Linked DNA regions of Mus musculus: region 2 is linked to region 1. A link is a contact called in public capture Hi-C data. All regions are on one chromosome and are shown on one strand. Each heading gives the region's core, a stretch centred on a gene start, on an enhancer-like site or on the middle of the called end of the contact. The rest is flanking DNA. Distances are from core to core; before and after follow the strand shown.

Evidence for each region. Capture Hi-C pulls out chosen DNA fragments and counts their contacts.
Region 2: a contact with region 1 is called in a capture Hi-C map of embryonic trunk, with 4 times the contacts expected there. The contact joins two enhancer-like sites. A contact is called at or near these places in 6 of 484 Hi-C or Micro-C datasets (the MC3T3-E1 cell line, embryonic fibroblasts, embryonic stem cells and 3 more), 3 of 115 datasets of contacts at active chromatin or transcription factors (embryonic basal ganglia, embryonic forebrain and embryonic midbrain) and 3 of 9 other capture datasets (embryonic stem cells, embryonic tail and embryonic trunk).

The regions. Positions count from the first base shown.
Region 1 is chr13:15,484,527-15,492,273 of GRCm38.p6, forward strand. All of the region lies in intron 2 of Gli3 (GLI-Kruppel family member GLI3), which reads left to right. Among named protein-coding and RNA genes, the nearest start is that of Gm6556, 24 kb to the left of the region's middle. Within about 2 kb of position 2,960, at least 18 of the 459 cell types and tissues checked have an H3K27ac peak or open chromatin away from gene starts, as enhancers often do.
Region 2 is chr13:15,711,253-15,718,999 of GRCm38.p6, forward strand. Gli3 (GLI-Kruppel family member GLI3) reads left to right here. Exons shown (of 15, transcript NM_008130.3): 11 at 2,247-2,396; 12 at 3,698-3,862. Among named protein-coding and RNA genes, the nearest start is that of 4933412O06Rik, 88 kb to the right of the region's middle. Within about 2 kb of position 4,064, at least 22 of the 459 cell types and tissues checked have an H3K27ac peak or open chromatin away from gene starts, as enhancers often do.

The DNA.
Region 1 (7,747 bases), core at 1,710-4,209:
AGCAGGCCAGTGGATAGTGGCAACCAAGGTCAGAGAATGCCTTTTTAAGTTGCTGTTACTGATGCTGCTCAATAGTTAGTGAATGAAATGCTCATTCGTAAATCCTCAGTGAGAATCTCAGATAGAATCTAATTTTGTACTGAGATCGTACAGTAAGAACAAGTGCTCCCAATATTGAATCTCAGTCGTAAATTTCTTCTAAAAAAAGAAAAGAAAAGCAACATGTAGACAATCGGATTGATTGAGAGCAGATAACACCACCATCTTGCCTAGTTCTGGCACCCTTGTAGAATAAAGAGCATGACTTGTGTCTGCTCTCGGAAAGTCCCTGGGTCGCCTGTGACTGCTGTGATCAAGTGGTGTGAGCATTTCATAATCCAGAAACACACTGGTCAGAATCAGAAACAGCCACCAAACAGTGGAAGCTCAAGGGGGCAGGAGGCCACTTGTGGGAGACGTCCCTCTGGGAGGTGGCTAGTGACCTCCTACCTCCCAGTAGTCTGACCCTGCACCCAGGCAGGGGTGGTTCCATTTCCTAGAAGCTCGCAGGAGGCAGGCTGGTGCTACACAACCACAGTATGTACCCAGATGCACTTCCAACACACCTGCTTCTGCTTACCCGTCTTCCCTCTATTCTTATGTGGTAAAAATAACTCCTCGTGGTGATCATTTCTGTGACTTTGGACAGATGCAGGTAGTTTAACCATGACCATGGTCAAGGCAGAGTAGTGTCCCCTCTTTTAAATTTGAACACATATTTGGACTTTAAAGTTAGCTTCCTAGTTAATGCATTGGTGGAGTCACTGGCAGTGCTAGGAAGGGTAGAAACTGTTCTTGGAGATTATCTTTTACATTTTTTTATAGAGCCTGTCTTCTAGGCCTGTGTGTAAAGTTTATTCTTCCTATTTTTTTTTTTTTTTTTTACATTTAGTTCTTACAGACCTAAGAAGTTATTGAAAACTGTTACAAAACACACTACCTAGGTTCTGTGAGCTTGATTCTTTTTTTTTTTTTTTTTTGAGAATACAGACAAGGTGTATTTTGGACTAATTTAAAATTGCATTTTATGTTGAAAACTACTGGTAGCCATATTGATAAGGACTTTTTGTAGTTGTTTTTGATACTGTGAGTTATTTGCACGAGAAAATTAGAATCTTAATATTTAGCACAGCTACAACCCAGAGGAATAAAATAGAGAAGTCTTTGCTAAGTCAGAAGACTAATCTGTCCCCCCTCCTTCTTCCTGCCCCCACCACTCCTTTATTTCTGGAAGCTTCTTCTTTTTTTCCTTTGCTTTTATAGATAGGACTTCATCTCAGGTAGGTAGATTTTGATATAAAGTTATCCCTTAGCCTGCAATTTTTTCCCTCTCCTGCATCCCCCCTGTCTTTGGCTTTTTCCTCTTCTTGGTTTCTCTCTTCTTTCTTCTTTTTCCCCTTCAGCTGTAGAAAGTTGAGTTCCATCCTAATTATGAAATCTTCGGAGACCATTCCCACATGGTTCTGTAAATGGTAGCTCCATCCCTGTTCTTTTCATCTCTCTCAGCTCTCCAGCTTGACAGCTGAAAAGGTCTGACTGTGCCACACAATGGTTTGATTGGTTTCTCTGGGGGAGACTTTCCCCTGCCTCATCATCCGCCAGGCAGGTGGACCAGAAAGTCTCTTGATTCTTTTGTTGCCTCTCAAAGTCCGAGGTCTTTGACTGAATAAATCCGCCGTCATGGGATAATTTGCTAAAAGGAGACTGTGAGATGCCAGAGAAAAGCCTCCTGACTTGGGTGCTGCATTAATGAAATAACGGAGCCTTGGAGTTTGCAATTGAAAAATCACTAGGAATGCAATGGGTGGAGATGGGCCTCTTTTATTTCCCATAATAAACTTTGAATTCTACCAATGAAAGCATGCCTATTGTTTCGCAGGCCTGCGGGCCTAAGTGTGTGTGCATTTGTACCCATGTTTAAGAGGGCAGCCCTGCCCGACTTTGTCGGGGTGCTGTGTCTACTTAGTCACTAGATTATTACTAGTGGATAGAAAGAATTCCATGTGACAGAGCTAAGGCTGAGTTAACACAGGACGAAAAGTAATTTACAGATAGGCTGTCCCCAGCCATCTTTGTAGCTCCTGATAAGGTTTCATTTCAGAATGGATAGGCGACATTTCCACTTACGGGCCCATTCTGCGACATCTGTGATAACAGCTTCTGGATCCTAATTGAAATTGGTTTCAAAATGGATTTTCACTTTTCTCTGTCGTTGGAAAATATTGAATGGACTCAGAGCTGCCACAGAGAACCCTAGACCTTGGAAAATGGAGCAGGAAGCTAGGCTCATCTTTCATAACAGTGGTGATGATATGACAGTTTTGTTATCGGTCTTATTAATGAAATCATTGATCACTGATGAGGGAGTTAATAAACTACATCCCACTAGCATCTCTGAAGCTCAATTAGACTGCATTACAAACAAGGGTGGGAGAGGAACAAACATCAGTGGGCTCCACGGACGAAGGAGCAGTTAGTTTTCATCTCCTCAGTAAGCATTTTGGATGAGGGCATTCAGATAGCAGCTCAAGTAGAGAGCGTTGTATAAACCAACACTGTATCTAAGACTTTTCTTTTTGACTCATAGAGAATTATTAAACAATTCATTAAGTAAAAAAATTGAGATAGAACAAAATTGATTTGAAAAAATAGTACTGTTTTCCTGAAATAAAATATTTAAGTAGACATGGAAGTTCTTATTATATAACGAGTGCTTTGAGATGGGAAAAATGGCAAAACACGTTTCCCCAGGACACCTCCTCCACAGAAGAGCTTGAGGGATGGTCCTCCGTAGGTTAAGACGATGAAGCTCAAGGGTTCATAACCTAGGCTCTTTGAAAGAAAAGTGGCTTATCACCTCTTCCTCTCTGAAAACGTTCTGAGAGTCCTAGTCAGAGGGAATTAGGCTTGGCTTTAATGAGCGCGCTCTATTGTTTGGGGTTGGGCAGCCCTGGAATGTCCTCTCCCCCTGTCCCGAAGGAGGGGAGGGGATGCTGGTGATTTCTTAGGTTTCACAGTGGGTTTCACTCCTAGGTGTTTCTCCTTTCTCTGTGCCAGCAAGGATCAATGCAGCCCATCCCAGCTTGAAAGAGGATCTGTGATCAAAGGCATCAATGATGTCACTGATCTCCAGTGATTGATTAGGACCAGAAGTTCCAGAGACTTCGGCATTTTCTGAGAATTTCAAATTCACTTGTGTCTACAACTAGGCTTACTTGGGATTATTAGCATTTAACCAGCAAAATTGTTAAAGTGGACCACGCTGCTACACCTGTGGCCCTGCCAGTGTGCTTAAGCCTATGGAAACGATGACCACATTTTATAAGCATCATTTTTTAAATTATACCGTTAATAAATAGTATGTCTGTGAATTGGTGCAAGGAACTTGGAATTCTGTGTGCAATTGGAAGCCATTTGGGAATGAAGACCTTGTCTCTAAACCAGTTTAGTTGTATATAGATAGGTGCACGTTAAGATTTAAATGTTTTATTGATTTTGAAATTTAAGTATTTCATATGCAGAATTTAAAGTCCTCTGAGTTATTTTTGTGGGAACTGCCTAACATTTCCCCTTTGCCTTTTGAGAGGTTAGCTTCTTTCTTTGTGTGACTATATCTTTACAAGTAAAACTAGACGCATTTGATGCTGAGAGGAGCCCTGTACAGTGTGGGAGGGAGCATGGGGTGAGAGAGAGGTCTCAGTGGAACTGCTCACAACTGCACTGTAGTCACTGGCTTAGCTCTACCTACAGCAGAGACTGAAAGGGTAGGGGAAGGGGCTATTTTGGAAAGCACTGAGCCCTAAGAAAGAAGAGGGAAATGAGAATGGAGAATGTTCACTATTATTTCTGCTGCCTTCCATGGTTGGTTGTAGGTTGTCAAGGATTTTTGGTACATGCTTGCTTATAACAAAGTTTTTTTTTTTGTTTGTTTGGTTTTTTTGTTTTGTTTTGTTTTGTTTTGTTTTAAATCAGAAAACTTTTAGTTCTGAACCGGGTTGAAAAGTGTGTTTTGTGTGTGAGGAGAACAGAGAGTGAAAATGAGCATGGGAGAGAAAATGATGTGCCCCTTAGATCTGAACCTGCTATGCTTCCGTGAGCCTCCTTTTGGTGGCATAGCTTTTACTCAACCAGCGGTGATAAAATCCTGGGTTTAGATCTTTGCCTATACATCAAAAGAACATTTTAGGAATAGAACAGTGGCATAAAGTAGTGGGACTTTCAACAATGTAAAATACTTCCTGGTAAAATAGGTCTGTACTCTTCAGTTAAAGATGTCTTCCAAGCATCCAGGAACCAGAAGATAGATCGTGGCCCATTTCATATTAAGTTTAAAGCCAAATCTCACTAAAAATCAAAAACAAAAACCAAATAATCCCAAACTAATATGCCTAGGATTGTTTTCAAATCCTGGCACATTTTAGAACAGTAGAAAATTGGTTTCCTGGGGCTGCAGCAATGGCTCAGCATTAAGAGCACTCACTGCTCTTGTAGAGGACTCGTTAGGTTCCTGAGGTACACATGTGGTGGCTCACAGATATCTGTAATTCCATTCCAGGAGACCTGGTACCCTATTCTGACTTTCATGGGCATGCATGTGGTATACATGCATACATGCAGGCAAAACACTCATACACAGAAAGCAAAATAAATGAATAAATAAATAAATAAATAAATAAATTCTTTCCTATAAACTTTGACAGCAGTTCCTGTATAGGCTAATGGTGTTTTATAAATAGAGTTTACTTAGCAAAAACCATATGCATGCCCAGTGAAATAATCTTATATTTATTTATGTTTTGATTTATAGAAAACATATGTCCTTGACAAAGCCTTGGGCTTTTTTCCACAATTAAAAGGAATCAAGCTTAAAAAAAAATAGCTACCATCTTAATAGGAAACTTTTTCACATAAATTTAAAGCATTTTCTTTGATGTATTTTACACAAAGTCAGAATGTCCATTAGTTTGACCCATAAAGTAGATGGGAGGAATTCAAAGTGAAAAAGATGTGTATAAATTTATATAAATGTATCTGCCTGTCTATCCATCCATGATCACTCTTTCTCTTGTCTGTCTCCATTCATATACACATCAACATAGTTACTGGTTGAATATTGGACAAATGCAGTGTTAAAGAGGCTGTGCACTCTGGGTCAGGAGATGTGCAGTGGTATAGCAGAGAAATTACTAAGAGCATCTATTGCTTGTTCTCATTGGGACTCCTTGGTTTAGCAGGAAATGGTACTTCTGTGCTTTTTAAGATTTATTTTTATTGTTTTAAAATTATATGTATGTTTGTGCCTCTTATATAGGTATGTGTATGTGTGTGCCTGTGTATAGGTATATGTATGTGTGTGCCTGTGTGTAGGTATATGTATGTGTGTGCTGGTGTGCAGGTATGCGTAAGTGTGTGCCTGTGGGTATGTCTGTATGTATATATGTGTCCCTGTGTCTAGGTGTGTGTATGTGTGTGTCTGTGTGTAGGTATGTGTATGTCTTTGTGTAGCTATCTATGTATATGTGGATGCAGTGGTCATGGAGACCAGAAAGGGTACCAGATTCCCTGGAGCTGGAGATACAGCTTAGCCACTTGACAGGGGTACTGAGAAGTGAATTTGAGTCCTTTAGAAGAACAATGCAAATGCTTAACCTCTGAGCATTTCTCCAGCTCATTTTCCTTCTTCTTATTTTTTTAATGATTGGACTGGGGGCAGGGATAAAATAATTATTAAATATGGAAACATCAGAAAGGAATGCTTGGGTATATTAGTGATACAAGTACCAATTATACATACAATTATATGTTAGTATGGTTTTGTATTTTATATTAACTTGGAGGATTTTCATTTTAGATGTGAGAGATTATATGTTCTTATAGAGCCAAAAAGAATGGTTAACCTTTTACAGAAATTCTGTTTCATGCACTCTCAGGCTTCTGTGTCTTGGAAAGCTCTACTCCTTTAGTCATGAACAAATACTACTGATGTGGTAAGTATGTCTGAGAAGTGAGCCATTTTACAGCACAAGGATTACATGAACCATCCTGGAAGTTTACAGACAGGCCTCAAATATTGGGGATCCTTTGGAACCCCACCCCCCGTTCCTTTAACCTCCTGGGACCTTGAGGAGTTTTATGACATATTATTTACTGAAGGCACTGGGTATTGCTAGATTTTCTCCAGGAGAATACTGAGTGATCAGAAATGCTCTTTGAACACCCGTGGGAAGGCAGCCTCCAGATTTTAGGGACATGAGGATGAATCTTACTTCTATGCAGCGTTACAGTAGTGTAACCCCGCTAACTCTGTAGGGGATGCATTATTAAAAATTTAAGAGATTCATACTTGGACATCACTTATCTCTAAAAATGAAGGACCTGGTCACATAGATGAAAAGAACTCTTTGCCTCCAACCTTCTGTTTCAGTGACATTCACTTTAATTCTAAAGGAATTTAGAAGACTATAGAATAGCAGGAATGATGTCAGCTATGTAAGAGCTGGTTGAGAAGAATAAATTAATAAAATTTCAGTTTAAAAAGGTATTTTAGAATTCTCTTTAACTTCAACAGTGTAAACTCCATGAGTAGGTCCATCTCAGGTTGAAAATCACTTAGGGTTTTATTTAGGACAAAGCAGACCATCACACTGTTAAATCAAACAATTTGGATGTTTTGAAAGATAACTTCCAGATGTCAGTTTTAGGAACCAGTGCAGAGAGATTTCCCCAGTTCTGCCTGCTGTGTAGATGATTACAGGAGTGTGGTTGCTTATGCCTGGGAGTTGTGTGTGTCTCTGTAGCCCTGTTTCCATCTCTTACTGACCTGGCATTTTGACCTGACCTTATCTTCCTGGTGTCTGCTTGTGGGCCTAGAAGGGTTGGTAACTGTGTACGACTGAGACTTTCAGCCCTGGTTTCTATTCTAGAGCCTGTGAATATCTTCATAGAGGATTTTGATTTGGCATCTGGTCTTTTGCAGTTACACTTCATTATATCTTTTCTTACAGCCTTTGCAGACTTTTGTGTTACTGATTTTTAGATTTTTTAAAAACCTTTTGCAATGAGAAAAGGAAACAAAACCAAAACTGCAGTAAAGTTTGATTACTAGACCCCTAAACTGTGGCCCTCTGAAGTAACGTTTGTTTCAGTTTAATCCCTTAGCAGGAATTCATAGGCAAAGACTGGATAACATTGTAGCTGAACAGTTAGGCACCAGTGGTTGTACAGCAGGGGAGAGACCCCACAGTCACTCCTCACAGGAACACCAGCAGCACTGGTCATCATGGGGGCAGCTGGCGTGGTAATTCATTTTAGAAAGCTTTTCTGTGAGAAATGGAACCTACAGAGATCTGAGAAGGACACTACGCCTCTCTTCATCCTGGCAGCCAGGCACCTGATCATTGTAGAATGATGTATTGTTCATATTGTTCCTTTAACACAAACTTGGTTTATTACATCCAATGAGTTCTGTTTGGGAAATTTAGAAAATTCTTAAAGAGAATCATGAACGTGGCCTGGATCCTCACCATTTGAACATAATGTTTGTTCCTCCTTTTTTTTATTCAGTGTCTTTTTCCTATTTACTTTTTTTTTTTAGTTTTTTTTTATTAGATATTTTCTTCATTTATATTTCAAATGCTATCCCGAAAGTCCCCTATACCCTCCCCCTGCCCTGCTCCCCTACCCACCCACTCCCACTTCTTGGCCCTGG
Region 2 (7,747 bases), core at 2,814-5,313, 230 kb after region 1:
TTGGGATACAGTCCGTGGATGAGTATGTGAAACTTTGGGGACTGTACAGCACAAATAGAATTGCGATTTCCAATTATAATCTCTGCTTCTTCCTTTCTCTGTATTTCATCCTCCTCCCTCCATTTTTCCTCCTTCCTCCCTTGTCCCCCATCTTCTTTCCAAGTGTTTTAGGACAAGGACCAATTTGTTAATTTCCAATCATAGAAAAACTGAAAGAATAGCAACTTTATGGGATGGTCCAATGTACTCATCTATTTTTCTGTCAGAGAGAGTTGTATCTGCAGACTCTCTTTGGGACCATCCAGGGCAGTGCGCAAGCATGGTGGTTGACTAAGACTACACATTGCAGCACTAAGTTCCCTGTGGTGCACATCTGTTCTCTTTGTGGATTATGTGCACTATTGTGATATCTAAGATACTGCTTCCTATGACAGCTGACTTAGGATAGGAAGTTCAGGAGGAGACCAGTTCTGCTGTCACTGTGTTCTGCTGCCTGTAGTCCCACATGATAAGATTGTCTCTGTGTGTGCTGTTACATGCTGCTACTTTGCAGTTCATCAGACATTCTGATTGCCGTTCAAAGAGCGGAGAGTAATGACTTTTTTTTTTCTCTGCCTTTATCCAGCTTTTACTTCTAGAAACAATAAAGAAAACTATTTTTTCATGCAAAATGTTTATCCTCAGGCAATCAGCCACCTAGATGAATAATCAAGAAAGCCTGTTCTGGTAGCAGAAAATTCCCACTAGGTCTCTAAGCTAGAGTGTTCACAGGCACATATCAAATGCTGTGTCATTACTGCAACAGAACTCAAGAAAACTTTAATTACCGGATGACTTTTAAAAGATACATATCTGTATATTTGAAAAAGTATAGCTGGTAGCCTTAAAATAAGCCAAATAAAGCATAACTTGGCCAGAGAATTAAAAACAAAAAAAACAGGACAAAATTTTCCCTTGTAGTCTAGAATTGGACATTTAAGTAGTGTACTAATCTTACTGGAGATGGACTCAGTTGGATTTGGTATTTGAGAAAGGGGCTCAGTGTGAAGTCTGGTCTAGTTTTCAGTTGGCAGTGTTCCTTACTCAGGCTCTCAATACTGCACTGCAGACTCGTACCACTGGCAATAAAGACACGTCCGTCCACTGTAGTTTTATCTGGGGAGCTCCCTTGCTCTTCCTCAGGTATTACTGTAGGTTTTTCATGCATCCTCTTGGAAGGCACTTCACGTGTCCTTCCAAAGATGTAGATGTAACTAACCCCAAAGCCTTGAATTGGTGAGGAATTTGGAGAAATTTACCTCCATTTTATTTATTCATTCATTATTTATTTATTTATTTTTAAAATTGCCTGGGTGTGAAGAGATGGCTTAATGCAGTGTTTCACAACCTGTAGGTGATGATGACCTCTTTCAGGCTGAGTGACCCTTTCACAGGTGTTGTCTGAGTCTAAAGGAAAACACAGATCTTTACATTGTCATTCATAACAGTATCAATATTACACTTAAGTAACAACAAAAATAATTGTATGGTTGGAGTCACTACAACACGAGGAACTGTATTAAAGGGTCGCAGCATCAGTAAGATGAAGAAGCTCTGGGTTAGTGGTTAAGAGACTTGTTGCAAAGCAGAGGACCCAGATTCTTTGGTTCCCAGCAACCATGGCAGCTCACAACAGTCCATAACAGGTACTAGGGGCCTGATTTTCCATTCTGACCTTCACAGACACCAGGCACCATGTGCAAGCAAAGCAGTAATACACTTAAAATAATCAGAGAAAAAAATTTTACCTACTAATAGAATTCGAAATCTTGATGGAAATGATGGCAGATTCTCTTTCTTAACACATAGTTCTCTGGGGTTATTATTCAAGAAGATGTTGTCCCAAATCTAAACCAAAGTTGCATTTTCTTGAGTTTTGTTATAAAGTCATGGGTACATGTGTGTTCTGTCCAACCCTCCCCCACCCCCATATCCCATGTACTCCCAGTGTTCTTCAGATTTCAGGGTCAAGTATTCCTTTCTGGATGCCAAGCCTGCTCCCAATCATGGTTCCCGTGCTGGCTTCAGGCAGTTACCAACAGTAAATGTACTTAGAAATGTATATACTCGAATGTTTAAAAATCTGTGATGTAGTGAAGTTATTTGTATAATCTTCAAAGCTCAAATTTGAGCATTTTCACTTCCTTTTGTTTCTCTGAGATATGGCTAACACATTTTAATTTTATTTCTCTTTTCCTCAACCCCAGCATATCAATAATGACCACATTCATGGAGAAAAGAAGGAGTTCGTGTGCCGCTGGCTTGATTGTTCACGAGAGCAGAAACCGTTCAAAGCCCAGTACATGTTGGTAGTGCATATGAGAAGACACACTGGGGAGAAGCCTCACAAATGTACAGTAAGTGCATACCTGACAGCCTCAGTGTCCCCTCACACGGGCGAGTGTGACACTTTGCTCTCTAGGCCTTTCCTGTTCTCAAGGGGTTTGCATGCTCTTGACCCCAGGATCTGAAAGGGTAGTGAGAAGAGAGACAGAGCATTGTTTGTAGAGTACCTTAGTGCTGAGCTTTAAACAGGCCATCTCTGCAGAGTGACAGGCAGGCATAGGTGACTGGCTCCACGAGCCCATGCCTTCTGTGTCTGCCATATTCCCACAGGTCAGCACACTGCAGGACAAACCACAGAGTTGATTTATTTTTCAGTTTAATTTTTTTATTTGTGCATGTAGTGGTCAGAGGATAATTTTATGGAGTTGATTCTCTATTGCCCCTTTAGGTGTGTTACAGGTATCAAACTCTAGTGGTCAAGTTTACACAGCTTGTACACTGACCCATCTTACAGGCCCTAAGTTGAGCATTCTTTATGAAAAACAAAATTCAACACACTGGGCTTCAGATGTAGTTCATATCAGAGCATTTAGCTACCATGCACAAGGCTCTGGGTGCTGACATAATGTACCAGTTAGAAAGCCTTGTTCATAACCTTTACAACCACTGTGCTCACAACACACGTGCATTAAAACTGCTGTATAACATTACTATTAGTGTGCACATGGTATGAAGCATAAATGGACTTGTGTCTTCATTATGTCTCAAATATTACTTGTGTAAATTCTGAAATCTAAAAAGAGCCCAAGCCTTTTGGCAAGGCATATTCATCTGCCTGTTGTTCTGTCTCCTCGATCCTTGCTCAGTCGCTACAGTGCGTAGAAGCCCCTGGAGTAGGCTGGGGCTGCAGTGAGACTAAGTTCTCTCTAGAGTTGCTCTGAGTGCTGCACAGCCCCCGGTACTTTACATCTTAAAGGGCCTTTATAAACATGATCAAATTCCATGCCTTTGTATGGACACAAAGCCATATTAATGAACTTTGTGCTGAATCTGAAATCAGTGGGAATTGGAGGAGATCAATGAACAGATAATGAAATTCATTGTCCACATTGAGCTGTCTATTAAAAAAAAAAAAATAGGAGGGGAAAAAAGCCTTCGGGAGTTTTACAGGCACTGACAACGCTTTGTCTTCAGCTGCCCCAAGCCACATCTGAATCCCAATAAATGCAGAGTTTAGTGGGGTTTTTGTTCCATGGTTTTGAAAAGCTGCTGACCCTTAAAAGGTCAAGTTTTTATCCACTTGGAGAGGGGGCTGAACACAAGCTGCAGCTGCTATTGTGTAGAGTGGTCCAGATTTACCTGTTGTCCTCAGTTTGAAGGTTGCACAAAAGCCTACTCAAGACTCGAAAACCTGAAAACCCACTTGAGATCTCACACTGGAGAGAAGCCATACGTCTGTGAGCATGAGGGCTGCAACAAGGCTTTCTCTAATGCTTCAGATCGGGCCAAGCACCAAAACAGAACACATTCCAATGAGGTAAGCTTCCATGTGGCATATATCTGGTACAGTAGATGTGTTCTGTTTTATTTTCTCTGGGTTGTTCAACTGTGAGTGGGCTCTGAGGCCCTGCACGTCTGCAGATGAAGGTTTGAGGCCTCAAGGATGAACCCTGTTTAGAGAGTAATGCAGACGAAGAAGAAATTCTATAAAAACCCTTGCTGAACTTAGTTTCCTGTTGCTCGGACCTGCCATCTACTGGCTAGACAGTAGTAGCATTTAATTTAGTGTTCAGGCTGCCTGCTCTAATAGCATGGTCCCACACAAAGTAAGACCTGGTACTGTTTCAAGACATTCAGAATCATCACAGTGGCAGGTGACAGACAGCTCACTCCTAAAAGCATCCAATTGTATTTGTTTTCGAGGAGAGAGCAGTTTCATCACATGCATGATATCTAAAATTATTTTCATCAAGCAAACAGCTTAAAAACAGTTTATAGAGATCTAAATTCCAGAGGACCTTGGAAGATATTCTTAGAAGCCCAGTTAATATTTAAGTCTGTTATCATAGTGGTTTGTGTTGTATTGCCATTATTTTTAAGACATTTGTCCCCAGACTACTGATAAGTATAAAAATGGTTACAGATTTGCATTAGCTAGGCTTTGATGCATATCTGACTAAAAGCGTAGAACTTCTTCTTGGGAGCTGTAGATGAATATTGGCTCCTCTGTAAACTCCCTTGAATATACCAAGCCTAATAAAGCTCCCTCATTTTGGATAGAAATGAGATTGTAGTTCAGGCCGGCCACATGTGTCCTTGCTTGATTTGAAACATTGTTGCAAATGGAGAAATTTGCATGTGTGCAACTTCAGAGTGGCCATTATGACATCATCAGTTGTAGGCTACTCTTACAGCCTTGCAATATCTAAACCAAGTGAGGCACTTTGCTCAGGAGCCATTTGGCTTTAAGCAGAGGTAGGGGGAATAGTGTGGTGATAGAATAAAACAGATTAAAATGACCTTTAATGAGATCATCTACACTGTCTAAAATACTTGAAACTCAACAGTTGCAGGTCCACAGACCCAGGTCCACAGACCCCAGCTCTTTCGAAAGGTCATGGTATGATAAGAAAGGACAGGTCATTTTGAATCTCCTGTTAATGACCTAGGAAGACAAATTTCATTTTTTATTATAATGTTAAAAGCTTTTTCTGTATATAATAGCCACCGGAACATTTTAGGGAGTCTAGAATGGGCAAATCCATGGAGACAAAATAGATTGGTATTTGTTAACACTTAAGGCCAAGGAAATAGCAGGCTGCTGATTTTGGAGTGCTAGAATATTCTAGTTTATTACACAACATGAAGAATGTCCTCAGTTCGTTTTTTTTTTTTTTTTTTTTCAACCTCAGTTTCAATTCATAGAGTTGAAAACCTCTGCTTGGAATTTCAATTAACATAGTAATTAAATTTAGCTATCTTTCATATACTTAAGTAAAAGAAGGCATTCATTCCTTTTGTAAAGTTTAGGCCAACCTCTCCTGCTGTAGAGAAATTTGGTCAGTGAATATATTGAGACAGGGATGCACAAATACATAGATTTTCATTTTTTATGAATTTAAAACATGTACAGACATCTGCTTATTTTAGGTATGGTCTAGTTATTTATTTTTTCTTTGATGAGATTAAGAAATACAGGATTATATGAGAATTGAACATCTCAGGAAACTAGAAGATGACTTGGGCAATAATGTTATTACCAGGAATGAGGAACTTATTTAAATGGGTTACCTTGATAATAGCACTTAATTAAGATTCACTCACATTCAAGTCATTTTTCTCTATAACATGTATGAGACTCTTAGGTTTTGAGTATAGAAGCTGGCACAGTTTCACATATACAGAAGATAGGCCTGTCCTGGAAATCCAGGTTCTTGTAGGCAAGTTAGCCCATCTTAAATAAATCCTGATACGCACTTGCGTTTATTTATTGTCTTATTTATGACTGTGAAGACTTTTTGCTATGTTAGGTAGAGCTAAGAATTCAGCAGGGTAGATCCAGACAGCAGGTCTCTTACATAACAGAAAAGCTGTCGTGGCATTTCTCTGTCTATGACTTTGTTCATGATCTTTCAGGGCCCTTGGGCTGTATAGCAGTGACCTCTGAAAGGACTCCCCATTCTAGATCATACAGTTTGTATTCCTCCTGGAGCCACATTTATGCCCATGCTCCGGACCACTCATGAGCAGGATCTTTTCTAGGGACCCTTCATTTTTGGCATCATCTTGTTAATTGCTTTTATTCCACAGAATCTCATTCTTTGTTTTCGCTACCTAGCTGAAGTGCTTCCTCATAAGAAATGCTCCATTGAGCAAGTGTTTACTATATGGGTCATGTGTGGTTATAAGCATCTTATGTACACGTGAGATGGAAGTTAAGCGCAGATTTTATTAACTGACACACCTCCCAGGATTATCCCAACCAAAAAAGGAGTCCTCAGTTGTCTACATCTTTGGGATTCATACTTTATACTATAAATGATTACATGGTCTCATTTTTCCTACCAGAAAAGAAGATTCTGCATACAAAATATAAGGGATTACATAAATGATCTTTTTATTGAGGTTACACATCTTTGTGTGCAGGAGTCTTGCATATAGTAGTACTCATTTGATGTTCAGTGAAAAATAAAATTTATCTGGGAATAGTAGCTCAATGCTGTAATCCCAGCACCTGGGTGGCTGATGTGAGAGAATTCACAGCTAGTGTAGGCTGTGGAAAAAGAACTTATTCCTCTGTCTGATAAATTGTATAGTCAGGAGAAAATGCATCAGTTGCTTTCCAAAGGTACCTGAGTATGCAAGTCACAATGGCAACCATCATGCCTGAGGATGAATGTCCAGGACATGAGAAGTTGGCCCCTTAGTGTGTCTGCTATCATCCTGGCATTGTATTGCTATCACAGGCTCCATAGTTGTGGTTATGTGGTTTGTTTTAAAGCATAAACTTCAAGAACCTGTGTTCTTATGGGGTTTTGTAGGTGACATTTAATGTGCATGTTCATATACAAGGGTACATGGTCACAGGTGTGCTTGAAAATGCTAGTTCTGATGAACTTCTCTGTGCTCATTGCCCATCAGCTGTGAACTCATTTCCAGGCTAATCTTAATATGCACATGAGTGTGTTTATAGGAAGAGTAGCTCTTCCTGTCCCCGTCCTGTGCCCTGTCATTGTCCTCTCTCCCCTTGCCCACACACCTGCATCAGGCACTCTGCTGATGGAGCAGCCTGTCCCATCAGTGCCCTGAGCAAGCACAGGGTTGATATACAAACACCCAAAGGTAATGGCACTAACTGTCAGAGCCATTCTTCTGTCCCTAATGCATGAAATCCTGCACTCTCATTTCGTCGTGTATATGCGGCAAATCACAGAGCCCCTGAGTAGACATAATTTGTAGTTAATGGGAATCAATTCTATCCAACTGAATCTTACATTTGAAGGTAAAGTCTCTCAGGATAATGTTCGGAATCTTCGCTTCTCTACGTTACAGAATTTCGGCATTTTAGGTTGCTCTCATTCTGGCCTTAGGCTTTTAGTGAAAAAGCATCTTTTAGACATGCATTCTGCAAGACAGGGTGTTCAGCAAGGATAAGAGATATATTATTTTAATCATGCTTTTCATGATGATTTCTTATATACTAGCTCACCTTCTGGTACACAGAGATGGAAGTACATAATCCTCTCATGGCTTTCAGCAAGGGAGCATGTCCGGAACCCCTACCCACACCAGAATCTGAGAATACATGAGTCTCTTCAATAAAGTGCTGCGATAGACAGACAGACAGACAGACAGACAGACAGACAGACAGATAGATAGATAGATAGATAGATAGATATTCTCTCATACTTCTGATTACATC